2 separate regions of the Gossypium hirsutum genome follow, and region 1 is linked to region 2. Evidence: chromatin contacts called from public Hi-C data. All regions are on one chromosome and are shown on one strand. Each heading gives the region's core, a stretch centred on a gene start, on an enhancer-like site or on the middle of the called end of the contact. The rest is flanking DNA. Distances are from core to core; before and after follow the strand shown. Region 1 has its middle 83 kb from the start of LOC107904328. Region 2 has its middle 58 kb from the start of LOC107904329.

The links. A called contact is a pair of places that touch in the nucleus more often than the background predicts.
Region 1: a Hi-C map of leaf shows a contact between it and region 2, with 1.6 times the contacts expected there. The contact joins two enhancer-like sites. A contact is called at or near these places in 5 of 34 Hi-C or Micro-C datasets (leaf and petal).

What each region holds. Positions count from the first base shown.
Region 1 is chrA05:36,946,433-36,951,854 of Gossypium_hirsutum_v2.1, forward strand. No RefSeq gene overlaps it. Among protein-coding and RNA genes, the nearest start is that of LOC107904328, 83 kb to the right of the region's middle. Within about 2 kb of position 3,484, at least 7 of the 9 cell types and tissues checked have an H3K27ac peak or open chromatin away from gene starts, as enhancers often do. A contact at or near this core is called in leaf, where this site is marked.
Region 2 is chrA05:36,896,370-36,901,284 of Gossypium_hirsutum_v2.1, forward strand. No RefSeq gene overlaps it. Among protein-coding and RNA genes, the nearest start is that of LOC107904329, 58 kb to the left of the region's middle. Within about 2 kb of position 3,547, at least 1 of the 9 cell types and tissues checked has an H3K27ac peak or open chromatin away from gene starts, as enhancers often do. A contact at or near this core is called in leaf, where this site is marked.

The DNA.
Region 1 (5,422 bases), core at 2,234-4,733, 50 kb after region 2:
GAATGAGAGGTTGTGAGGTTTGGTTTGGTTTGGTGTCTATTAGGGGTTAGAAGCTTGGTAGAAAATTAGAAAGTGACTATTGGTGTAGGTTGAGGATTGGTGGCAACAATTGTGATTGTGGTGAGGTGAGTGGTTGCTAGGTCTAATGGAGGTGGTAAGGAACTTGGTTTAATGGTGTTGAAGTTGAAGGTGAGGCAATTGAGTGGTGGTGATGGATGGGTGTGTTGGTTTAAAAGGTGGTGGTGATGGTGATCAGGTGAGGAGGGGTGCTCAATGATGGAGATAGTCTAGGTAAATGGTGAGTTGAGGTGAGGGATGTGAGGTATGTAGTAGAGATGGTGAAAATGGTGATGATGATGCTGAAATGGAGAGATGGGAAAGGAGGAGAAGAAAGAAAATAAAAAAAAAGTCTAAAAAAATATGTTTAAATCAAGTGACGAAAGTCACATCAATGTTTAATGGACCACGTGTAATTTCTGTCCCATTCTAATGTAAATTGAATAGTGATCAAAATATTACAAACGACTGTTTTGTAACAAATTAAAATTTAATGATCAAAATGTAAATTTAACCAAACATAAGTAATTATTTTGTAATTTACCTAAAGCAGATTAATACATCTATAAATCAAAGCCAATAATTGAATTCTTATAATTTAATTTGAAAATGAAAATAGAAAGAAAGAAAAAAATACATATGAGAGTATTTTCTCTAAACCTATTTAGCTACTGATAAAGGTCAGTTTGATATTTAAATAGATTTAGATAAAAATATTTAGATTAAAATTTGAATTTTGGCTTTAAAAAAAAAACCTTTCAAAGCATAAGCGAGACTCAAGTTTTAATATTCAAAATGTAAGTACAACTTAAATTTTTTTTCAAATTTATTATATATTGTTTTTTTTTTCATTTGTTCATGTATGATGTAATTTTTATTATATGAAAAGTTAAGCACATTACATTATAAAATAAATATAAAAATACATCAAGTAGTTTATATTTAAAAATTAATAAAAAGGGAAAAAAAATGATATGGTCGTAAAAGAAATGTGTATTAGATAACAATATAATAATTTTTAAAAATACAAAAATATAGAAAAATTTAAATGAGTTTATTCGCAATAAAAAAAATATGCCTCGGTCACTCAAAAGACTTTTTATAGTAAGAATATTAAACAAAAACATAAATACTAGTACTATGGTACGTCATTATGTGGGTGAAAGAAATAAAAAATAAAAATATTTAATCAATAGTTTTTTTTAAAAAATAATAATTATTGGTAAAATTAAAAATGTAAATAATTTTATTAATGAGATTTTGGTTTTGTTGGGAAAATGAGATTTTAAATTTTTAATTGTTCAAGGTTAAGTATAAAGAGAGGTTGTTTTTTTTTAATTTAAAATTTTTAATTATATATATAACCGTATTTATATATTACTTTTGTTATATGAATTTGGAGTTAATTTATGTAAACTTAATCAAACACTTTATTTATAGTATAAATATAGATTTTTGAGTTGACAATCGAGTTATTTTTTTAAATAACTTTTACTTTTTTTCTCAAGTTGGGATTAAGGTATAATTTATTATAATTTGATCATATTAGTGTTAGAGAAATCTATTTACACGGGTATAAAAATTTAAGTGGTTTTATACTTTTTCGTAAGTTGTTATATGATTAATGTTTTAACAATACAATCGTTATATTTTGTGCTCTATTCATGTAGACCATGCATATCAAATTTTACATAAGTTAAAAATTTATATATATTCATTTTAAATAAAAAATTTCAATCGTTAAATATATATTAATATAGACAATATTTTAGATTAACATGATAAAAATATTATATTGATTTAAAATTTTACATGTATAAAAAATATAAATATATTAATAAATTTAATAATTAAATTATTAAAATATTAACAGTATAAATGTGACAGGAAGGTATAAAACTACATAAGATTTACACTAGCATAAACGAATCTCTCTCCTAATATCAATGTAAATATACCTCCTTCCCCTTCTTCAAACTCCGATTCGTATTTTTCATAGAGATTTATCTGATCAACGATAGAACAAGATCCATTTTGCATCGTACTAAAACATGTCAAGAAAAAAAAACAGCATAAATATGTAAATCACTCAAAGATGTATATAATACTTCTTTTTAATGAATATATGATATTCAATTTAGTTTAAAGTTAAAACTTTAAAAATTACATAAATATAAAAATGTTTAATTTCTTACCCAAGTCTATTTAAGTCATGTTGGAGTAATCCTGACCATCCCCTTCACTATTCGAAAAACACTAAATAATAAAAATATATTTTAATATTAATATTTACATATTTTTATAATCAATAAAAATTTTGAAATAAATTAAAATATTTTATTGAGAAGCTGAGAAGAATATTAAAAGAAGGCAACACCCCCAACCTTTACACTTATCCTCCCTTTCACGTCTTTCTTTTCTTCTTTCTTAGTTTTCAATCTATTATTTTATTTTTAAAATCAAACCAGCAAAAGATTCATCTTTTTCCTTCCATGATGTCTACAGATCTTGAATTGTTCCAAGATTCATTGAAAATAAAATTACCCAAACTCAAAATTATTCAATCTTCTGATGAAAGTGGCACCGGAATTGAACAAGTAAACAAGAACGGAAACAACAGCGTGGAGTTCTGTGCGACACCAACCTCAGACGAAAACAAGATCCCACCAGTTTTGTCATGTCCAGCGGCACCTACAAAACCTAAGAGAACAGCTTCTGTTTCATGCAAAAGAAAGTTGTTTCAAAATTTCAACTTCTTCGAGATCGTTAACAGTGAAGAAGTTGATGCGTTTTTCAAAGCTGGTTTTCATGCTTCTTCCTCTAAAAAAAGGTGCCTATCATCATGTACATGAATATATATATACATATATATCAGCTTTAATTTCCTTTTACATTTGAATTGAAATTACATGCAGATCTGCCCTTATAGGATTAAAACTGTAATTTTTTTTTGTTGGGATTTGGATCCGATCTATAGTCCACACATGTTCAATCTATTTGAAATGTTCACGGATTTGATTTTATCAGATCAACGTATATCGATTTCGTAATTTTCTTTTCAAATTCCAACTTAAGAAGTATATTTTATGTTTTAAAACAATGGGTTTGGAGAAGGAAAGAGAAAGGAATATGAAAGAAAATGTTTTCTTCAGATAGGTAGATGAGAGGTTTAAGTTTGAAAAAGAAGCAAAAATTAAAATTTTAAAAAAAGAGATTAGCATTAAAAGCTCTTTGGATCAAATTATTATTATTTTTTTAATTTTTGGGACTATTTCTTGATTTCTACGACTTTTGGAATGTTTGACGTGTGGGAAAGTGACTGACATTCGAAAACGCTTTTTTTAATTTTGAGTTTCTCGAAGATGATTTTGTTCGACATAGTGCGGGGATCTGTAAAAAAGTGGAGAATGGTCTAAATGTGATAAGCCATACGTAACTATTTGGATTTTGCTTGGTAAAGTCGATCGGTCACTTTTGGAAATGACAGACGAATGGACAGCCACCAAATTCTAGAATCACACTTAATCTTCTTTTTGGTAAAAGTAAATAGACTATGTGCAAGATTGCGTTTTACTCAAAATAATAATAACAATAACACACCTACATTACATCCAATATATAGGTATAGATCCAGAAACAACTAAATAGTAATATGTTTTGTGTATCTTATAATAATATGGTATTTAAAAATTATAAAAAAATTATTTCATATAATTATTTTAAATTTTATAAAAATATAGAAAATTACTTAAAAATAAAGAGTTATAAGAAATTATTAAATTATTAAAAACTATTAGTAGTGCCAACTAGGGGTGAGTGTTTGATTGAATTGAGTGAAAAATTTTGAGTTCAAAAGTCCTATTTTATTATCTAACTCAATTTGAATTTTTTTTAATTGAGTCGAGTGAAATAAAATTCGAATCGAATTAAATTGAGTGAATTTTTTCGAGTTAAATTAAAAAAATTTAAACATGTCAAATAAAAATATTGTTACAGTATAACTAATTCTAGCACATAAATTTGAAACTATATATATTTGAAATTTTTCAAAGTAAAAAAAAAGATACTTGAGTAATAAAATTGAATCATTAATTAGCTCTCAATATTATTATTTTAGAAAATTTTTAAATTTTTAACTTTGTTTTATATATTTTTTAGAATTTTTAAAATTTTTTAAAAATATAAATTTTGAATTTTTTATAAATATTTTGAATTTTTAAAACTTATTTTGATTTTTTTTATAATTATTGTTGAGAGAGACCAATTTGTTTATTTTCAAAATTGACAGGGACCAAAAGGGTATTTACACCAATCTGTTATTCAAATTCTTCAAGTTATTCAAATTATGAAATTCAACTCGACTCGAACTCAAAACTCGAATCAAGTTGACTCGGATAATTCGAATAACTCGATCCAATTAACCCGAAATTTAATTTTTTTTCAATTTTTTAATCAAATTAAGTTTTGCTCACCCTTAGTGCCAACTGTAAATTGCCACTAAAGTAGTTTTATTACTTGCCTTATTTGGTTTGCCAATCAAATGAAAAAAAAAATCTTTGGACCTGATTATGTGTTGTTTTATTAAACATACTTTAGTCCATCTATGGAAGCCAATCTTCAATAATCTAAAGATTGGATTGGATTTGAGTGAATCAAATCAACCTTTAGAACATGGAGAATCGATGAAGACTATGTAGTTGTTTTGGAAATCAGATCTTCGATTGATTATACTGTGATTTTTGAGATTTTAATAGCTATTTTTAAAAGCTATTTTGTATTCATTTAGATTCTATGTTAGCAAGCCAAAATTAATATATGCTTGAAGCTTGTTTAGGTTATGTAACAAGAGTTGATTGAGTGAATTCTAATTTGTTCATTGAGGAATTGCTTTGTGAGAGAGCGCAAATTGTTATTGTAAACATTGTTAAGTGTTTACTGCACAAGTTCTCAAGGGAAGGGTTTTAAAGTGAGTGTTCTAGTCTTCAGGTAAAAATGTGAGATCTCTATACTTGGAGTGATATTGTGTGAACCACTTGTTGTATTCGTGATAAAAGATAGTGGAATTACTCACTGAGCTAGGCTTCATATGTAGGATCTAGTGTCCCTAGTGTAGTATATTTGTTTGTAAACTTGTAATTTTTTCGAATAGATTGGTTAATAAAAGAATTCATTGATTACATTAATATATATTTGTATAATTGTCCTCATGTAATTTTTGCACGCAAAGAAAAATAGATGTAAATGTTGCTCAATGATTGTCTAATGTTTAAACTATTACTAAGCGGTATTACGTAGTCAAATTATAATACCAAAAGACAACTTATATTAGTAGACAAACCTGTACATAGTTTAATTGGAAATGAAC
Region 2 (4,915 bases), core at 2,297-4,796:
AACCCTAGCCCCCTAGGTGTGCCGCCCCTACTGCCTGCCACCAACACACCTGCCCACTGCCTCCACCTGCTCCACCGCTTGTCAGCCACCTACCACCGCCATTTGCACCTACAAGTTAGATAAAGAAAAGACAATAAATAATAAACAAAAGCATGTAAAATGGCTTTAAAAAGCCAAGCCAAGAATGATTTGGGATTTTTCGGCAATATTGATATACAAAAAAAAAGGCATTAGCTTTAAAAGCAAAATATTATCTAAATACGAAAGACAAACAGCAAACAAGCAGATCAAGAACAAATTCATTGAGCAAAGGTTTTTTAGTTTACTTTTCTATTTATTTATTTTTTATTATTCGAATACATATATATATTTCTTTTACTTTTCTTTTTAAAATATAGCATATATATAGACATATAAAAAATATAGTAAAAAAATAAAAAATTTTACTTTTTTTCGAATTTCTAGCCACCGTGTGGTGGCGGACCTGCGGCGGCAACGGCGGCCTTCCTGGCCGGAGTTGGGCCTAGCCCAGAGAGAATTCTCTCTTCTCTCTCTTTTTTTTTCCCTCAGGCTAACAAATGATTTTTTTTTCTCAAAAACATGACTTTTATAGCCCCTTAAAACAACGTCGTTTTGGGGCTGGTCATTAACACCCAAAACGACGTCGTTTTGCCTTGGCCGACCCGAATCTGACCCGCTCCAGGCGTAGGATCCACGTGTTTTTAATGGAAGGGCTAATTGCACTTTTAGCCCTTCTGCTTTTTTATTGTTTTGAAATTAGATTTTTCATTATTTATAATTTTACCCCGTAATTTATTTTGACCTTCAATTTGGTCCCTCTTAGTGCTGTGCGTTTTGGGAGGAGGGGATATTGCCCATTTTGGTCCTCCCTTGTTATCCGTATGCCCAAATTGGTCCTTCTCTTCTTTATTAATTTTTGAATTGGCCCCGAACTTTTACTTTAGGTTCATTTTAGTCCTTTTTGTTATATTCAATATTTTAATTAAATTAATTGGTTTAAAATTATTATATTTACTATTATTATTCCATTATTATTACCTAATACATTATTATCATCATTATTTTTACTTTATTATTAATCTAACGTATTGATGTTATTACTTTTAATTTTATTTTAGTGTTAAATTAATTAAGTTCATATTGTTATTATTATATTATATGTTTTCTTTCGTGTTTATTTATTGTTTTATTATTAGTCAATTTAGTATTGCTAATTATTATTTATTATCGTCCTTATTAACACATCATCATTATTAACATATATATATACATGTGTATTTTTCATGTACATATTAGTATTTTCTACTATTATTACAAATATATTATTTCTTTTATTATATTATTAAAATATTATTTATTATTATTATTTTCTTTATCGTGAATATTATTTTTATTTTTATTCTAATATTATATTTTAATATTTTTCATTAATTGTATCATCGTTCGCATTATTTACGAATTTCTATTGCAAATGATATATATTTTTTTATTTTTAATTAATTTCAATAAATAAGGCAACGTACCGATTTCAACACTAAGTCGCTAATTTCATCGCTATGTTGGGTGAATATAATTGGCTTGTGTTAAAAACGAGACGTCCTTCTAAAAAACCAAAAATTTCAAATTCTCATATTTCAATCGGATCGCGATTAAATATTAAATTAAACTTGTATTTTTGAGAATTAAGACAACGCGTGTTTAACAAAATACCAATTTTTGGGCGTCGCGAGGGTGCTAATACCTTTCTCGTGCGTAACCGACTCCGGAACTCTATTTTTCTCTGGATTTTCACGTAGACCCAAATTGGCCTTCATTTTTGTTCAAATATAATTTTTTTTAAAAAAAAAGAGGATTTATTAGGTGTCTGATCACATCTAGGAAAAAAGATTGGTGGCGACTCCTTTTCTCTTTAAAACCGAAATTCCGTTTTCAAATTTTCAAATAATCGCCTCAATTAGTGACCAAAGCAAATTTTTACGTAGCTACAAATATTTTATTTTAATTATTATTTAAATTTTGGTTTTAATTTTATACTTAAATAATAAATTTTGTTATTGATATCCTCACCTACATAATTTTAATTGATAATAAAATTAATTATTTTAAATATATAAATAATATATATGTTTGAAATAATATTATTTAAAAATTTCAAATATTTAATAGTTTTGTAAAATTAAATTTTGATACATTAATATGACATTATTTTTAATTGTTAAAATTTTATAAACTCAGAGAGTGTATAATTTAAGTATTTTAAATATTCAAATTTATAAATTATTGATATTATTCAAATAATATTTTATAGTTTTAAAATTATATTCTATTTTTAAATAAAAAAAGTTGAAAGTAAATAACACAATTACCAAATGTCACCACAATATATATGCCACAAGTGAATAAATTAAGTATTCATGTCACTTAGAACCTAAAATATTATAATATATATATAATAACATAAAAAGAAGTAAAAGAAAGAAATTATTATTTTTTATTTTTGAATTTGGTATCACAAAAGTTATTTTAAATTTTTTTTTAAAAATGTAATATGAAATAATTATATATGGGAAAGGAAGTAATTTTTTTCTAGTAAAAAAAAATAACTAACTAATTATAGCCGAAGGATCTGAAAAGTTAAAAGAACCCCTGGAACATGTCCATTTCTAAGAAATTTCCAACTCTAGCTAGGGGAAATCAAAAAATTGCAAATAAACTCTTGTAGATAAGACTTTTTTGGCCAAACAATTAGCAAATTGGTTTTGATTATCTAGGAATATAGCGAAAAGAGCACAGTTTCTCTTGACATAGAATATTCTGAATTCTTTGTTTCTAGGCAAAGTCTGATGTGGAGGAAACACTAAAGGAAGTAAATTTTTAATCACGAATTAAATGGATAATAAATACAATTGATGTGACTTACCATTTCACATCAGTAACAATATTTTTCTTTTTTTCTTAAAAAAAAACAATTCAATTCAATTTAGTACTAATAGAAAAAAATATTCCCAATGTATAAATTTATTTTATTAAATAAAAATTATATATATATAAAAGGAGATATCTACTTACACATATGTAAAACTTAAATAGTTTTATATCATTCTATAACTTTTTATACAATTAATATTTTAATCTACAGTTAAATTTATTAAGATATTTGTACTTATTATGTGCCTAAATTTTTGAATTAATTAGATATCTCTATTATATAATCTAAAATATTATCAATATTAATATATATTTAACGGTTAAATTTTTTTTGAATAATTAGATACTTTCAATTTAGGCTAAACTTGACATTCATGATATATATGAATAAAGTATGAAATATGATAATAAAATTATTAAAATATTAATGATATAAAACTTATAAAAAATAAAATAATTTAAATTTTACACTGATACAAATAGATCTCTCCATAACTAGAACAAAAAGGAAACAAAGAAACAACAATAGGGACCACATTGTTTGTTTTTCTCTTGCAAATAATTGAGTTGCATTAATATTCCATCTGCCCCTTCCCTTTTATTCCTTTTTTCGAAAGGAAAGAAGGCATTTGAAATAGACCAATCAACAAATCTGGACAATTGGCCATGCTTAATTTATTAAGTGAAGAAATGAATCACATGAAAATCCAAATATAACCTCCACAATACAGCTAGCAAACACCCCATCTTCCGTTAAGTAATCTAAGCGAAGGAAAGAACCACATGATTATCAACTTGTTTTCGTGGGTCTTCCCCTTTTCAGTTCCCACTCCAATTCCCTCGTTAAAAATAAAAGATTTTTGGAAAATAATTTATTTTTCTGAAAAAGTTAATTATTTTTAAAAAAGTTAATATTTTCTGGTGTTTAGAGGAATTTGTATAAAATATTTTCTGTTATTTAATAGATTTCTTAAAAATATTTCATAAAAATTATTTTTAATTAAATAAACATACATTTGAGATTTTCTTATTTTTCATTGTTTAATTGAATTTATTTTTATCTATAATTTTATATTTTACATTATTTTTGCATATATTAAAAATATTATGTTAAATTCAGATTCATTATAACGTCATTTTTTAATTACATGATTATTAAGTGAGTATTTTGTTTTTAAAAATGTGACATCAACAAAATTGACAAAAAAAAATTAACGATATCAACAATTGGACTTGATTTTTAAATTTGAAAAATAAAGGGACAAAATTCTTGAAAATAAAAAGTACAAAGAGTAAACTACAAATCTGTAAAGTGTACATAGACTTATGACATATTTTAACATTTATACTACAAAACATTTATTATTAATATATTTATAATTGTAATAAATATTTATTATTGAATTATTAATATGGAATATTTTCAATAATATGTGAATAATATTATTTAAAATTTATTATTTTTAAAATAAAATAGAAATATTAAATAATTTATTAAAATAATAAATTATATTTATTATATTAACAATTTATCATATAACTAAATATAAATAATTAAATATGTATGTTTAATAATATTGAAAAATATAATATTTTGAATATTTTTTAAAATAAAAATAAAGATTATTATCAGTATAATAATATTAAGCTTGATTATTTTATCTTGATCTGTAAGTCATTTTCCATTGACTAAACTATTTTTTGTGAAACAAACATAGAAAAATACAGAAAACATTTTCTGTAAAACTTTTTACATGTAAACAAATGGACATTAAATAAAAAAATTAAATATTTTAAAAGTCACCGTATGAATCAATCAATTTTTTTTTAAAAAAATTCATCTCCATACATAAGAGATTGTCGTATAGATATAAATAAAAATATTGTTAATACCGAGACTCAAATATTAAAACCGTCGGAAATCATATATTAAGGGTAGTTACGTTAACTAAGGTCGTATAGTGCT